Linked DNA regions of Rattus norvegicus: region 1 is linked to region 2. The links are chromatin contacts, called in public Hi-C maps. All regions are on one chromosome and are shown on one strand. The core of a region is the stretch at or near the end of the contact, and the rest is flanking DNA. Distances in the headings are between cores, read along the strand shown. Region 1 holds the start of Cfap77 (cilia and flagella associated protein 77). Region 2 holds the start of Ddx31 (DEAD-box helicase 31).

What was found. Hi-C and Micro-C count contacts between places; a contact is called where the count stands out from the background.
Region 1: a contact with region 2 is called in a Hi-C map of kidney, with 2.9 times the contacts expected there. The contact joins the promoter of Cfap77 here to the promoter of Ddx31 in region 2. A contact is called at or near these places in 8 of 12 Hi-C or Micro-C datasets (the A7r5 cell line, Schwann cells, frontal cortex and 4 more).

Annotation. Positions count from the first base shown.
Region 1 is chr3:32,777,201-32,781,313 of GRCr8, forward strand. It overlaps Cfap77 (cilia and flagella associated protein 77), which reads right to left and starts at 2,061. Exons shown (of 6, transcript NM_001127563.1): 1 at 1,836-2,061. The coding sequence starts at 2,030.
Region 2 is chr3:32,569,034-32,572,745 of GRCr8, forward strand. It overlaps Ddx31 (DEAD-box helicase 31), which reads left to right and starts at 1,963. Exons shown (of 20, transcript NM_001107824.2): 1 at 1,963-2,175. The coding sequence starts at 2,167. Gtf3c4 (general transcription factor IIIC subunit 4) reads right to left here and starts at 1,656. Exons shown (of 5, transcript NM_001109473.1): 1 at 1,198-1,656. The coding sequence starts at 1,542.

The DNA.
Region 1 (4,113 bases), core at 811-3,310, 210 kb after region 2:
CCAACTTTTATACTGGCTGAGTTTTGATGGAAGATCTTACAGGAAGAGGCAAATATTGAATGCGGACATCCTAACAGCTAGCTGAGCTTCCAACACCAAGAACAACTGGAGGAAAAGACTGCCCCCTGCTGCTACTTGTAAGAGTGTCCCAAGCCCTGTCACAAAGAGTGTTAACACGGGGCCCCTGCTATTGGTGGGACCAGGGATCAGGGACCAGGACAGCCTGAAAACAGAACCCCATTGGTGGATCAATCATCACCCATTTAAAAAAAAAAGAAAGGAAAAGAAAAGAAAAGAAAAGAAAAAAAAAAAGATCATTCCTAAACTCTCTTCCAGAAACAAGGATGGAATTCCTCCTGAAGGCTGTCAAGTTAGCGCCACCTACAGGCCAAATGCTGTCATTCATTACAGCCAGGGAGAAAGCAAAGGGGAAGAGGGGCGGTATTCACATGTTGTATTGACACGCATTGTAGTTTATACATCTACGTACAAATGCTAAACATATAGTGAGAAATATATAACACATGTGTGTGCTAGACATATATACAAGTGAATGCAGATATACATATATATGTGTCACCTGGTATGAACGTTACCCAAGAATTCACTGTGGAAGTGACTCTATAATGCCCTTCCTCTCATATTTAAGTGGGAAGGAGCTGCACACTAGTGACACCTGCTTAAAGCGATGTTGGACTAGATGCACCAGGTCAGGAGGATAACAGCGGGGACGGGGAATGCACTCTCAGAGGGGAGGGGTAAGGGAGGAACTCTTGGAGGGAGGACAGAGGTGAGGGGAGGGCAGCATTTGGGATGTAGATAGATAGATAGATAGATAGATAGATAGATAGATAGATAGATAGATAGATAGAAGTAATGTTGGAAAATTATTAGTACTGCCATTGATAGGCGGTACTTGATTTTCTCCTTGGCCTAAGGCAATGAATTCCAACTGTCTGTCCCAGGTCCCTGCTGAGATTAGTAATCGAAGAAGTAAGCAAGACCTATTCCACTGTAGAGACAACTCAGAGGGCCAGTGCTAAGAATGCTGCTGCACGGGTTCACTGTATCTAGATTCTATCCTCCGAGGAGCTTTAATTAGCCCAGAAAGTTCTAATTATATAAGTCTGCCTATAGTCAGAGAAACCATCAGCGCGCCCATCCCTCTCCGGAACCTGGGAAACCGAGCTCATTTTTAGAAGCATACTGCCCTCTAGCGGCACAATATAAATTTGCTCCACTAAACTTCAACTTTACTTTTTCTGTCTCCCCGCGCGTAAAGAGTCCACCGCCACGTGTAGTTTTCAGGCAGGCAGGAAAACAAACAAAGGTGCGGGGAACTGGCACTGAAAGGGAAAGTGATCCGTCTATAAACGCTGCTCCCACGCGAGTGCCAGCCCTGTCTCCTAGAGGGGTTTGGATCCCACATCCCGACACACTTAGGGTGGTGATGTGATGCTTCCGCGAGAGTCCCAGAGCACCTGCTGCATTGTAGACCAGAGGTGCTGGGGAAGGTGGGTCTTGGGTGGCAAGGGCAAGGATGGGTACCTGAGATCTATCACCCTGCGGGTAGATCGAGCCCCGTAGATATTGCTCTATCCATAGTCTTTCCAAGTCGTGGGGAAAGACCCCACTAACGTGTGCCACTTGAGACACAGAGGTTCCTGAGGTTCAGGGACCGGCTACGACTGCAGAGAGTCCAGGCCTGTTCCACCCCAGAGCAAGTTTCCAACACTGCGCCCAAACCCTGGGCCCTGAGGACAGGGGGTTCAGCAGCCGGAAACCATCGGCGGCGTCGGTGCCCGCGGAGGGGACGATCGCGCCCGGGCGCTCACCTTGACAATGAGCGGGTTCTGAAACATGGAGTCACGCACGACCCCCAGCCTTTCGTTCTCCATGCCCGGGCGGATGTCGACCACCGTCAGCGGCCGTCGGGGCGGCGGGCAGATCTGGCTGACCGTGCGGTGCACGGGCTGCTTCTTCTTCTTCCATCGCGAGAGGTCTTTCCGGGGTTTCCCCGGGTCAGGCATCCTGGGGGTCTCCGGGATCAGACCCTGGCTGCAAAGTCCACAGAGTTCTGCGCTGTCTGAGGACCCCAGCCCCGAGCGTGCGCGCGCTCCGGGCTGCACCACGGGGACCCTGGGGTGTACCCCGTGGCAAAGCAGACTCCGGAGCAGAGCGCGCCCACCTGCGGAGCCTCCGTCGAACGCTTAAACCCCGCCAGTTCTTCGGAGAGATTTGGGCACCTCGCTGCAGATTGAGACAGGGAAGAGTGTCTAGACTACCCCTTTCAGAGAAATGGAATGTCCCGTCTCCTTGGCGACAGGACGCCAACAGCTCAGGAGCTTCCGGTTTTCTTTCCAGAAATTCTTAGCAACCACAGAGACCTTTTAGACTTGTCTCGAGTCCATATGGAAAAACCCAAGAATCGAATCTAGGTTGTGTTAAAAGAAAAGAGGTTTATCCTTGGCTTACACCCTCCCTCTAACTACCCCACTCTAGTCACAGTTCCTTCCCCCTCTCCCTCTCCCTCTGTGATAAAACACCAGGACAAGGAACAACTAGAGAAGGAAGAGTTTATTCCTGCTTATGGTTCTAAAGGGATACGGGTCCCCTGTGGCAGGCTGGTATGGTGGCTAGAAAAGGTTTCTGAGACCTCACATCCTGAACTCCCCAATCATGCAGGAGGGAGGGAGGGAGAGGGAGAGAACACTGGAAATAGCAGGAGACTTTGAAACCCCAGTGACCTACTCCAGGAAGGCCATACCTCTAGACCTCTCCAAACATCTCCACCAACTGGAAAACAACTGTTTAAATAGATGACACCATTCTCATTCAAGGCGAACCACTGTAGACCCTGAAGATTTCAACCTGTATCGAAGGCATTTTCTCTTGGGGCATTTTAAAAACCATTTAACAATTTCATGCGTAAGCATGACGAGCTGTGTTCATACCATCTCCTTATTCCTCTCCCCAGTTGCTGAACCCTTCTGGTCAGCAAGTCCCTCTTCCACTCTCAGGTATCATTTTGTGCCCCACTGAATTCAGTTAAGGCTGCTGACCTAAGCATAGGAGAGGGTGACTTACACTAGGACATAAAGTCCTCCTTGCCCCCCAACAACCATTAACTGTCAAGGGCACTTTGGGATATGACCAGGTCCTCACCATGGCTACTGATTAGGAGAGGGTTGTCACTGTGCAGCCCTCACTGGCCTGGAACTCAGAGATCCATTTGCCTCCGATGCCTGAGGGCTGGATTAAAGATGTGTAATAAAGGGGTTGGGGATTTAGCTCAGTGGTAGAGCATTTGCCTAGCAAGTGCAAGGCCCTGGGTTCGGTCCCCAGCTCCAGAAGAAAAAAAAAAGATGTGTAATGAAGCTTTGCAAGTCCACAGCTCTGTTATAAAGACTCTTTACAGATTTATGTGTATGAGTATATTTGTCAGCACATGTGTTAATGCATCTATGTCTGCCTGATGCCTGCGGAAGTCAGAAGAGGATTCTGGATGCTCTGGAACCAGAGCAATGGATGTTTGTGAGCCTCGGTATAGTGCTGGGTCCTCTGCAAGGCAAACAAGTGTTCTTAACCAATAAGCTCTCCTCCAGCTCCACGCTCATGGATTGTAACATGGTGCAGTAATGATGTCTATTATGCAGTCCATATGAAAAAATAAGAATTCTTTTTGGAGGCTCAATGGTTAAGAGTACTGCCTGCTCTTCCAGAGGACCTGGTTTCAATGCCCAGCACCCACATGGCAGCTCACAACAACTGCCTGTGACTCTAATTCCAGGGGATCTGACACCTTCACAGACACGTGCAGGCAAAATGCCAATGCACATAAAATTAAAATAAAAAAGAATTATTTCTGTAAAATGCTCCCTTTTATTGTACGCATATGGATTTCGGCCTACGTGAAAGTCTATGCCTCAGTGCATGCCGTATATGTGAGTTCATTGTTCCACCTTCAACATTAAACACAAAAATACCCACTTCCACAAGACTCTGAGTTCACCTCGGAGCAAGATGCACTGACAACCAATATGAACTCCAAGGCTTTGCCTACCATCAGTGGACACTGTCAGTGCCAAAGCAGACAACATAGACGTCCAGCTG
Region 2 (3,712 bases), core at 713-3,212:
TGTTCTTTAAGAAGAGCTTACATGGCTCACTCAGTCAAGCTGGCTAATTAAATCTGTAAGCCTGTAGTAATTCCAGACAAGATTATCAAGCTCAAGATGCTATTAGAAAGAAAGGAAGGAAGAAAGAAAGAAAGAAAGAAAGAACAAAAACATTATCCACATTCAACATTGTATTTGAAATTTGAATCAAGTGTGCTAAAAAGAGCTCATGAGGGCTACTCAAATGGTACCGTGACTAACTGCCTAGATTTGGAATGACTGTCTAGAAGAGTATTGAACAACTTTACTTTCAAGTAAGCATACCGCTATATGCACATATAGCTTTTTAGCACTCCTTGCTATTAGACTACATTATTTGTTCATGACCTGCCAAAGGATGTAGGTTCCTTGAGAGCAGGGGCTGTCTACTCTGATTTATCCTAGAACTTGGTGGACACCTACTCAACTTGATTGATTGCATACTGTATATACATACAGAAGTAGAAATAAAAGTAAGCTTTTGCACTTCTAGGCTATGAAAAGAAACATTGCTCACTAAAGTAAACCATGTTTGAAAATGTACATTTATAAAACAAAACTTTAGAAACCCTAAAGTTCGGGAGCAAACTTGGGTTATATGAAGTTGAAGGCACTAAATTTAGAGTTTAGAAATCTAAGCACTGGATGCTCTCCGAGGTTTTAGTTTTCATCCAACTTCCAAAGATTTAGAGCTGTCTACTCAAGGAGATTCAAGGACCGTTCACAATGAAACTGTCAAACAGGTAAGACAACGAAATAGACCAGTTTTTCTTCTAAAAGCAAAAGTGGCGCGAGAGGAGAGCGCTTGCAATACAGTATAAAAAACAAAGCCAGCCCAGGGCCTCTGGGAATTGGCCCCAGACAATAGGAGCAACGGTAGAGACAGGTCAGGGGTTGGGTCATTGGGGGTGGAGTCACAAGAGTCCCAGAAAAACCGGGACAAACGGCGATAGTTGTTCCACCAAGCAAGAAGGAATAGAATAGATAGCGGATCCTGGCTCGGGGCGGGGGGTGTCTATTAACAGCGCAAAAGCTTTCAAGGCTTTTAAAAAGCTGCGGCAATGCTAGTCCTTTCATTCTTCAGAGTTGGATGCGCAGGGAATCCTAGAGTCAGGTGCAGGTCGGGCTACCTTTGGGATCCGTGGCGCGTCCGCGGGAGAACCGGTGGAGGTGACTTACCTTGAGGAGGCAGCTGTTGAGAGGAGCGGGTACCGAGGTGCGGTGGATCACCAGGTCCTGGCCTGGGTTGTGCACATCGCAGATAAGCTCTAGCACGGCGATGCTGCGGGCCGTGGACACAGACACACGGTGGTCCTCAGACCAGGAGAGCGGCTCCAACCCGCTCACAGCGTACTGCAGCTTCACGGCAGGCTCCCGCCGAGTCACCATGAGGCGAAACGAGGCGCTGGGCCCCGGGGCCGCGTCGGCAGCCGCCTCCTTCCCGCCCCCTTCGTCCTTCTCCTCTGCGGGCGACGAAGGTTCGTCGGCCTTGGGCCCCACCCGGGCTTGGTCCGCCTCGCTCATCTTACTCCGGGCGAGGAGGTCGAGTTACCGGGCACACCGAGCGCTCGCCACCGTCGCTCGGCCGCTCCCAGAGCCCTCCGCGGCCGTTCGATCCCCGCAGGTCCCGAGCGCCACTGAGCCAGAAAGGACCCCGTCGTTGCTAGGCAACGCCACCCTGCTAGGTGGCCGCAGAACTGCCTGTCTGGAAAGTGCGCTCCGGGAGAGCTGACCCGCGGCGCGCCTGCGGACAAGCGGAGAAGGTGGGAGCTTCAGCGAGTCACTTTTCCTAGAGACTGGGTGCTAGGCCCGACTAAGAGCCCACGGGAGAGTGAGTTTCCGTGGGTGACTGAAATACTGCGAAGACCAGCGTGGTGGCTGAGGGAGTTCCCGCTGGGTGGGCGGCGCGCGGCCTCTTCCGGTTTCGGAGGAGTTCGGGGCCTCTTGTCTCCGGCCGGTGCCTGCAGCCTTGGCTCCCGGACCCGGAAGGGGCGGCGGCGGACGGGCAACAGCTGCGAAGAATCTTACTCTCCACGTGCTGCTCGGGCCTCCTGCTCGGTCTGTGGCTCTGAGCTCGGACTTTGGCTACAGCCTGAAGCTCTCTCCGACCGGCCTCCCAGGACGTGCTTCGGACGCACCCACACCAAGATGAGGCGGGTGAGTACAAACCCAACCCGGGAGCTGCAGCACTGATCAGGATTGGGTTCTTCAAGGTGTCTAGAGGGACTGGCGGACAGCTCTCGGAAACACGTGGATGAACCGCGAACCCCACCTTGGGGGCAAGAGACCGGCGGGCTCCAGAGAACTTAGTTAGACAGGTTATGATCGGAGGCTGTAGTAACTAGTCAAGTTCCTGAGACTAAATGGGAGGACTAGTCAGCGTAAGGATTGGAGGCTGGGTGTATGCAAGCTGGGAAATAATGCCTGAGACATGAGCTTTGACAGGTCTTAACTGCCGGGAGCCACGTCTTCTGCTGGCAAGAAGGGTCAAATCTGTTAGGAATGGAGACCGGACTCATTTCTTTGAAGAACTTTTTAAACTGGAGGTTTTCATCCACGTGTCAGGAAAAAAATATACAGTCATTATAATCCGTTCCCTAGAGAGGAGAAAAGTAACTCCTACAGCAAAAAGATGGTTTTAGGGTAGCTGGTTTGTCTTCTTGACAGTCTAGGAAGATGTGATAGGCTTTACCCCCTCACTCAAAAAATAATAATCTAATGCCAGTGAAACTGAAATGCAAATTGCCAGCCAGTTTCAGGTCAACCAGTGTTGTTAACCTCCATTGACTAACACCCACTGCCTAGTTTCACCTTGGTAGAAGGAAGGAGGGACCTTATTAAGGGTCCTTGGATGGTTAGAAGTAAGGAGTCTTCAGCAAGCCGGCCATTGGGATAGCTGAATCTATGTGGGAGGAAAAATACAGATAATCTTCAGAATAGTGGAGGAGGGGGCATAAGATTTATAGTAGAGTAGACCTGGGCTATTGTAGATGTCAGTTTTGGAACACAGTAGTAGCTATTAGAGATGGAACACGGTACCCTGTATGACTTTGGGGGAGTTAGTCTCTCCTCTCCATAAATAGGAACACTAATTTGTTTCTTAGAATATTGTTAGGAGGCTCCAATGGGATAATACCAGCAATGACTGCATATTGTCAGGTCCTTAGAGGCAGTTGCTACTTTGCCAGTCATAGAAATAAAAGCAGCTTTGCTTGTTTCCATTTGAGGAAGTATGTGGCTGCCTTAGGTCAGCAGCATTGGATATGCCCAGCCCTGGAGAAGGAACTTGTACCTTGCTCACCTAGTATACAAGGCTTTTGAGTTCCATCCTCAATTATACAAAAAGAAAAAGAAGAAAAGAAAGAAATCCAAAATTTTATTGAGTGAACGGATTATCTGTTGTTTCAAAGGTGATTAAGAGGGTGTGGTGGCACATGCCTTTAATCCCAGCACCGAGGAGAGGTACAGGCCTTTGGGTCTCTGAGTTTGAGACCATAATGAGTTCCTGGACAACTAGGGCCACATAGTGAGGACTTCTCTAGAAGAAGAGGAGGAGGAGGAAAAAGAAAAAAGAAGAAGAAAGAAGAGACAGAAAGAAGTGGTGGTGGTGGTGGTGGTGGTAGTGGAGGAGGGTGATAGAGGCCAGTGAGATGGCTCAGTGGGTGAAGGGGCTTGTTGCTGAGCCTGATGTCCT